2 separate regions of the Zea mays genome follow, and region 2 is linked to region 1. Evidence: chromatin contacts called from public Hi-C data. All regions are on one chromosome and are shown on one strand. The core of a region is the stretch at or near the end of the contact, and the rest is flanking DNA. Distances in the headings are between cores, read along the strand shown.

What was found. Hi-C and Micro-C count contacts between places; a contact is called where the count stands out from the background.
Region 2: a Hi-C map of leaf mesophyll shows a contact between it and region 1, with 2.9 times the contacts expected there. The contact joins the promoter of LOC103650622 here to the promoter of LOC103650617 in region 1. A contact is called at or near these places in 2 of 25 Hi-C or Micro-C datasets (ear and leaf mesophyll).

What each region holds. Positions count from the first base shown.
Region 1 is chr3:139,390,263-139,394,325 of Zm-B73-REFERENCE-NAM-5.0, reverse strand. LOC103650617 reads left to right here and starts at 1,690. Exons shown (of 2, transcript XM_008676189.2): 1 at 1,690-1,990. The coding sequence starts at 1,877.
Region 2 is chr3:139,745,455-139,749,517 of Zm-B73-REFERENCE-NAM-5.0, reverse strand. It overlaps LOC103650622 (transcriptional corepressor SEUSS), which reads right to left and starts at 1,861. Exons shown (of 9, transcript XM_008676193.3): 1 at 17-1,861. The coding sequence starts at 1,141.

The sequences.
Region 1 (4,063 bases), core at 441-2,940:
CAAATTTATTTGTCGGAGCGTAGATTTGTAACTCCGACAATACTGGGACGAAGGGAGTAATCTTGAAATTGTAGAAGTCAAAATCTTCTACTTTTGGGAACATTTTAGAGGTATTAATGTTATCTTTTTATGCTTGAAAATATTGGCATGTGTATTAAGTAATATATTCAGTAAAAAAATGTTGGACAAATAAATTTATGCATGTATTTATATATGTTTGTTCATACACTAGTCCAAGGTTTTTTTATGAATCCTGAATCCGCTACTGGTTGAAGTCTTGAACCGGTACTAAAGATCTATTTTTAGTACCGGACATTGGAAACAAGACTAAAGATTGAGACTTTGAGTCTCGGATGTCAAAGTACTATTTGAGAATCTGATACTGTAGCCCGTTTCTAACCGGTATAGGTCCTGTATATTCTGCAGCAAGGGTGTAGAATAGTATATAGATGAAAACGACGAGTCACTTAGCTTGTATTCTTCCACATGTACGTATATATAGGCTGGTGGAGTAGACGTGTTGCGCAATAGGCGGCAGGGAGAATGAAAAGCTAGTAGAGAACAGACTTGCTGGCAAGGAATCGAGGCGAAAGCGATGAGGACGATGTCGCGGAGATCCGAGGCGGCGTGGCGCGTGGCGGAAGCTCACGGGCGCGGGCCCCGGCCGGCGGGGTGGTGCGCTACGGTGGTGCCCCTGCCGGACGTGGATCGCCTCTCCGTCACAAGGGCCGTGTCCCCACCCAGCATGCAGATCAGCCACTCACACACAATAAAAGATCTCCTTTCCTTTCGCTCTATCCATTTCGCTGGTAGGTACCTCAAGTGTCACTGTATATTCGATCGGGGGCCTGCGTGCGTTGCATCATTCGCGCACGCAATAAAATGACCCCGTTTGCGTTACACGCTACGGCATGCATCGTGCCGCGTCACGTCACGTGTGTCATGCATGCAGCGCTAGCGTGCCGCGCGCAGCAACGGGCCGGTTAACCCCAGCGCGTGCACGTACGTACACGTACACGTGCGACAGTGAATCCCAACACATGCATGCATATTGGTCTTCCCTTCCTGTCACCGTGATCGAATTGCACTGGTACTGCATGCGGCTGCGTGCATACTAGCTCCTACATGTTTCGGATCCACGTGCATGCACGTAAGACCATGGTCGGCCGGCATGCATGCATGCAGCAGTATGGACGGGGAGCACGCACGCGGCCACGAGCTTATACAAACACTGAACGATAACCACCGGCCGCCGCCGCCGCGCGCGCGGCCGGTGGCGAGTCCAGGCCCGGCACGCAATATCCCCGCGGGAGCCGATGCGCCGACGACGACGCGGCGAGCCCCGATTGGACGCGGCGAGCTGACCTCCCGGGGGACGCCACGCACGACGTGTCCCTCCCGGCCGCCGCGCGCGCGGCACTTGACAGCCACACGTACAAGCACTGCACACAGCAGCACCTCGGGCCGGGACGCAACGAAGCCGGCCGGTCCAGGACGGCGACGGCGACGACGCATATGCAGCTGCAGGCGCCGCGTGGCCGCGCGCGCCCCCCACTCCCCGGCCGCCACGTGGGGGTCGGACCGCCCGTACGGGAGCGACACGTCCACCCGCCTTGCATTGTCTCTCGCTGTGCCCTGCTATATTTATACCCGGCCGTGGCTTCGTCTCTGTGGAGTGGACTCCATCGATCGGTCTCCAAAACTCGAACGCAGATCGAGGGCGCAGGCAGAGCTAGCAAATCATTTCGAATCAATATATACGTACGTACATACGTACGCTTGGAGTATTTTTTTTTCCGGATTTATATATACGGCCGGCCGGGTATATATATATATACTACCGATCGAGAAGAGGAAGAGGCTGGCTGCTACATCCATGGCGCCGGCGGCCATGGCGGCGACCGGCAGGGCGGAGGAGGCGGGGCGGATGTCGTCGTCCATAGAGTGGGAGCCCAAGACGCTGACCGTCGACCAGATCAAGTTCGCAAGGGTAAGCACAACATATACAGATTAATGTGTGTGATCTAAAATTTGTTGTTTTCATAAAAAAATTTGTATTTTTTTCATATACGCGAGTATCACACGTACTACTCGACTCGATTCATCTTTAGGCTTAATTTAGGTAATCTAGTATTAAACGCAATCCACATGTATTAAGAGTGGATTAGAGTGTAAATTAATTTAAGTTACACTCTAATACACCTCAATACAAATGGATTGAGGTCAGTATTAAAGTATTTAAATTAGGTCTTATGTGTACATGCATCTTACCCTCTCCATGCATGAAACATGGTCGAGTACGTATGTTTCATAATTCATACTATAAGAAATATAAGTACGTACATCGGTACATACAGAGTTTCCTATCTTCTTCCGGACTGTTATAAATTTATGTATTTTTCCTTTAATTTCGGAAGTACGTACTACGATAACTAATACTGTATTAGTGTAAGCATTATTATATTCCGAAATAGTTGGAGTGCACTGTTCCGTAAAATCTATTCAAATTCAATTAGGCAGTCCTCTCCACGTGTTTAGATACTACCATGCATTGCACCACTCCGTCTTTCCATGTAGTGACTCACCAACCTTGATGCACCCGAATAAATGTCAATACCAAGTACTCCCACTATATAAGGCGTAATCAGATCTGTTCAAAGACTAAAAAATATATTTAATTGTTTTTATACCATTGCATCGATATATCTATGTACATAGAAAACACGCTTTATATGGTAAGATAAGAACAAAAATGGTTACATCTTATATCCTAGGGACGAAGGGAGTAATGCGTAATTGAAAGACTTAGAATGTGTTTGGTTTGAGGTCAAAGTAGCATGAGGCGGGGCGGTATCGTCCCCTCGATTTTTTGGGATCACACCGCTATAAAGAATTACTTCAGTATTTAACTTGCCCCTGCGTAACTGTCATCCAAATACCGTCGAAATTGTGGCCGTCTCCTTTTATCCTTTCTTGTACATCCAACCAAACACACTTTTAAGTTTTTTTTTGTGCCGGTACATTTTAAGGTATATCCAGAAATATAAAGGTTGGATGCATTCATAATAATTTGTACGTACTAGATTAAAAAACAGTTTTGGTGAATTAACTTCCTTTAAAATAAAAAAAACACCGATTGCCTGCTGCATACAAACTACTCGTATACAATTTATTGTCTAGCTAGCTACCATCGGGCTTGCTTAAAATTGAATCTGACGATCGAGCTAAAAAATCTCTCTCTATATATATAGTTAAAAAAGTTACATGCTGCATATGCAATGCATGCGTTATTCTTTTGTTTTAGAAAAAGAGGAAATGAAACCTATGACGACGGAGTAATCAGGAACCGATACAAGCATATGCATGCATGACTGGCGTAGTACGCGCGCATGATGTGTACGTGACGGACGGGTCACCGTCACGCAACCTGGTCGTACATGTGCCCCATGCGCCCGACGTTGTCATCGGGTGCAGCTGTGACGGAGACGACGTGCCGCCCGGCGGCACAATAAACATCACCCTACCACAAGGTGGACACTCTCTCACCCCATATTTACAGTGCATCGAGTTGCTCCCCTATGGACTCTCTCTCCTCCGCGTGATGGCTAGATCGGCAGCAACGCAGCTGGATGTGAGGTAAAATAAATAATAAAATATGTGATAGTTGGTATAGGGTAGAGATTTAGGGTAAATATGACTGCGGGGGATTGTGTGATAGAGTAGAGAATCTTGCTGACCAGGATAGAATATTCTTTTTAGAGTAGAAATTTAGAGTTGCACGAGTGCGGATAGCCTAATTATTCTAGTTAATTCCTGCTGTGTGCTAGCTGTCACGACACGACTGTTCGTGTACTACGACGACGAGACGACCTCCCCTGCATGCGACTTACCCACCAAGTCGCATAACTTGTGATGACGACGGCTGTGACGTGTCTTTGCGTACGTACTTCACACGTATATATAGTTCATATACGTACGTACGTGTCAAAAAAAAAACCAACACTCGCGTTACGTAGTACGTCTGTAATAATCACTACTTAAACTAAATAAAAAATAGGTCTGA
Region 2 (4,063 bases), core at 612-3,111, 360 kb before region 1:
TGTGACAAATGTTTACCTGTGGCCTGTTTTGCTGGTGATACATGTAATGTGTCAATCTCTTTGCACAGGTCCCTGGTTCATAAGCAGGTGTTTTACCAGCCCGCATATTTAGACTTTGTTGACGAAGCAACTGCTGGTGCTGATGTTGCTGTTGTTGTTGCTGCTGTTGCTGCTGCTGCAATTGGTTTCTCTGCAAAGGCAGGTTCTTGAGAATCTGCTGTTGTTGTTGATGTTGTTGCTGTTGCTGCTGCAGTTGCAAGAACAGCTGCTGCTGTTGTAGGAGGCTCAGCTGAGTAGCTGCAGCCTGGGGGTTCTGCTTAGACAGCTGCAACATATGTCGTTGCTGTTGATGCTGCTGTTGCTGCAGGACCACAGATGGATCGGAGCTTTGGTGCTCCATCTTGACAGCACCCAAGCTCCTCAGCGCTTGCAACTGCGGCTCAAGCTTCACACCGCCACTCGAACTGCGTTGCATCTGTGTGGAAACACTCTGATCCGGCTGCCCCATCTGCTGCTCCAGTTTGACCCCACCCAGGACGCCTCCATTCTCCAGCTTCACTGCAGGCTGCTGCTGCTGCTGAGTTTGTGGCATCATATGCTGCTGATTATATGTCATTGGCATTTGCTGTTGCTGCTGCTGTTGATTTTGTGAATCGTGTGGTGCATCCAGCTGCATCTGCTGCTGTTGTAAGCCGTCGGCACCAAGCTGATTGCCGAAACTACCAGGGGCGGAGGAGGAGGAGGAGAACACCATGGAATCGGGCCCTCCAGTGCCAACCAAATCACCAACACCATCAAGGCCGCCTCTGTGCTGCAGCCCACCGATGGGGAGACCGGCGCCGCTGCCCGGCATTGCCCCAGTCCCCCCATTCCCATACGAGTGCTGCCTGCTGAGCATGGACGCGACACTGGACGCGCCGGCCAGCAAGCCGTTCCCACTGCCGCCACCATACTGCGTGCGCGGCGAGACAAGGGACGAGAAGGGCGACGACTGCGAGGGCAGCACCCCGCCGGCGCCGACCATCCCCATCCCCGGCTGGTCGCCGCCTGCGCCGCCGAGGAGGCTGGAGGTCGTCCGGAGCAGCGACGCGCCCACCTGCTGTCCAGGGCCCATCGGGTTGGGCTGCCCCGACGGCACCATCTCCCCGAAATCCAGTCGGGGACCGTACCTTCACGCTTCACTCCGCGCCGCAGCAAAAACCGCCGAGATCCGCCGCGCGTCGGGGAACATCCGCCGCGGCGCGCGGCAAATCTAGGCGAGGCTGCGAGCGACTCCGGCGCCCGGCAGAAAACCGGAGCCGGGCGAAACGCGCGCGCCTCCACACGCCACCTTCCGTCCTGGAATCCCAGCGGAAGCGAGCGAGCGACTGACTGGGCGAGTTGCAGTGCAGTACTGCAGCACCGAGCAGAGGCCGGCCGAGCCCGAGGGCCGAGGGGCAAGGAAAGCAGGCGCGGGTTGGTCAGAACCGAAGCGCGCACGGGAGGTCCACAGCGCGCCCCGCGTCTCCAGAAGCAGAGCAGCCACCGCGGGGATTACAGCCCGCCTCCGCGCCACGTCGATCCGGGCCTCGACCCTCCGCGGCGGGCGCGCAAACGTGCCTCCTCCGGCGCCGAGGTGGCGCCGCCGGGCCGGGCCGGGCCGCACTCCGGCGAGGGCGACTCCGCTGGACTTCCCCGCGAGCAGGAGGAGGAGGAGGAGGAAAGCGGGAGCGGGAGCTACCGGAGGAAGGGAAGGGAAGGGAAGCGAACGAAAGGAAGGGGAGAGAAGGCAGTAGCAGTCAGCAGAGCAGTAGAAAATCCTGCGACTCGGGTGCGTGCGTGCGCGTGCCCCCGGGACCCGTCCTTGTTTGCGGACGTCAAAAAAACCTCGCAACCGCATTGGATTCCGTTAAGATCCGCGACCGCCGGACCGGCTGCCCGCCCTGCCTCGCTGACGCGCCGGTCCCACGTGGAATGTGGACCCCGAGGATGAGGGGGACGCGACGCGGCGGGTCCGCTACAGCCTCACCGCAGCCGCTCTTCCTCTCGCGTTCGTGTGGTGTGTGCGGCTTTCATCTCGCGTCGCGTGACGGGGCTTGGCTGTGGCCTGGCGTCTGCGGTGTCAGTGGTGGTGAATGGTGATGGGAGGCGTGAGGCGTCACGTCCACCACCCACGGCTAGTGCTGTCGCTCGCCGTGCCGCCGGCGGACGCTCACTCCGGTCATTCCTACTGTACTCCAACCTTGTCCACACCGGTGTGCAGCGTGCTAGTAGAAATTGGGGCGTAACCTGGTTTTCTTTTTTTTCCTACAAGCAAAGCCGGCGTCACCGGGACCGAAGGACAAGATTACCTACCAAATAACCGTAGAAAAAAAGCCTGGTCTTACGCCGAAACAGGCAAACAGTAGCCCGTTACATTACAGCTCACCTATCCTGTCAAGTTTATCCTCTCGTCACCACTATTCCATGTGACATGTGAGTCTGTTCGATTAAAACGGTTGTTTGCAGTTTGCATCACTGCATGTATAATCTATAAAGACAAAAACATTATATAAACAGTAGAAGCTTGTACGTGATGAAAGCTCTTATCTTTATTGATCTGTTTTTTATATATATAAAGATGAAAGGGTGCAACCAAAACGATGCAACCCCTAGTATTGAAACTCCCATAACCAAAAGAGTGCATTATGATGTTAATCGGGTCATACATCATAGAAACATATTTGCTCTCGTTCCTGTACGGTCCTGTTTATTTGGGATTATAATCCAAAATATTTTGATCTACACTTAGTTCAAAATGTTTTGGATTATATAGTATGTGCAGATTATAATCCTAAATAAACACCCCTTAAGTCTCTAAGCCATGTCATTCTAATTCCTTTAGCATATTCAAGAATGTTGAGTATGGTAGAGATTTGGTGAATAACTCATAAGATTATCACTCAAAATTTAGTTTGCAGTATATATCCTTTTTTAATGTAAGTTTGTGGTATATTTATATCCTAGCTATTTTGCAAACTCATGAGGATAAAATAACTTTGGGGCAATATGTTTTGTAATATTGCTCTTAATATATTATGTCTCCATGTGAACCACACATACATCATTATCTTCGGAGAAAATGGTTGGAGATTCAATGAAACCAATGCCACAAGATTGTAGTATATAGTTTATCATTCTGTAAAGTCAAACCCATTTCTGAGAGACTTCATATAATCGAGATAATCCATATGATTATTTACCAGAATGATTGGTGGACATCGTCATAGATATCCTTATTAAAGACGTCTCAAATGGGACCTTTTTCACATAATGAGTATACAAAATTTAACTATGAGCTGTCTTTTTTCAATAATAAAAATGTCAATATCTTGGTTTCTTTTGTAAAAGATACCCAGATCTATCCAGTAAAAGTCGAATCTCAATTTCTTTTGTAAAATATACTAAGATATCTTATGCCTTTAAGATAGCGAAAGATATCTCTTAACCCTAACCAATATCATTTGGTGGGAGTGACCCTATACCTTTGCAAATAGATTCATTGCAAATGTAATGTCCGACTGGATACTATTTGAAATATATGTAAGCGTACCAAAAGGCATTGATATATGAAACAACATATATCTTATCTCTATCTTCCCAAGGCTAAAGGGGGTCACCCTCTATGTCTAGAGGTTTAACTTTAGATGGGTATGAATTATTCACATAGTGATTCATCAATACATTTTGGATATAGACGTACTTTTATCCACAGTTGTCTAAAGACAATATTGAATTACAAACCCATATGCCCAATTCTAATATTTAGATTACTATATGTTATTTATCATTGACTGTCATTTTATGGGTATCAAATATGAATTAGGAATGTGTTGACATAGTTTTATGGTAATCAAACTAGTTTCACATGTTTTATAATAGATATATTGTTATGTCATAAAAAATCATATATGGTATACTAAGGCTGAGCGCAATGACGAACGCTAAAGAAAACGCTATATCTTTCGGTTACATATGAAGTATGAAGTATGAAGTAGACAAATGTTGCAGCGGCACTCCCTAACTGCTACCGCAAAATTAGAGA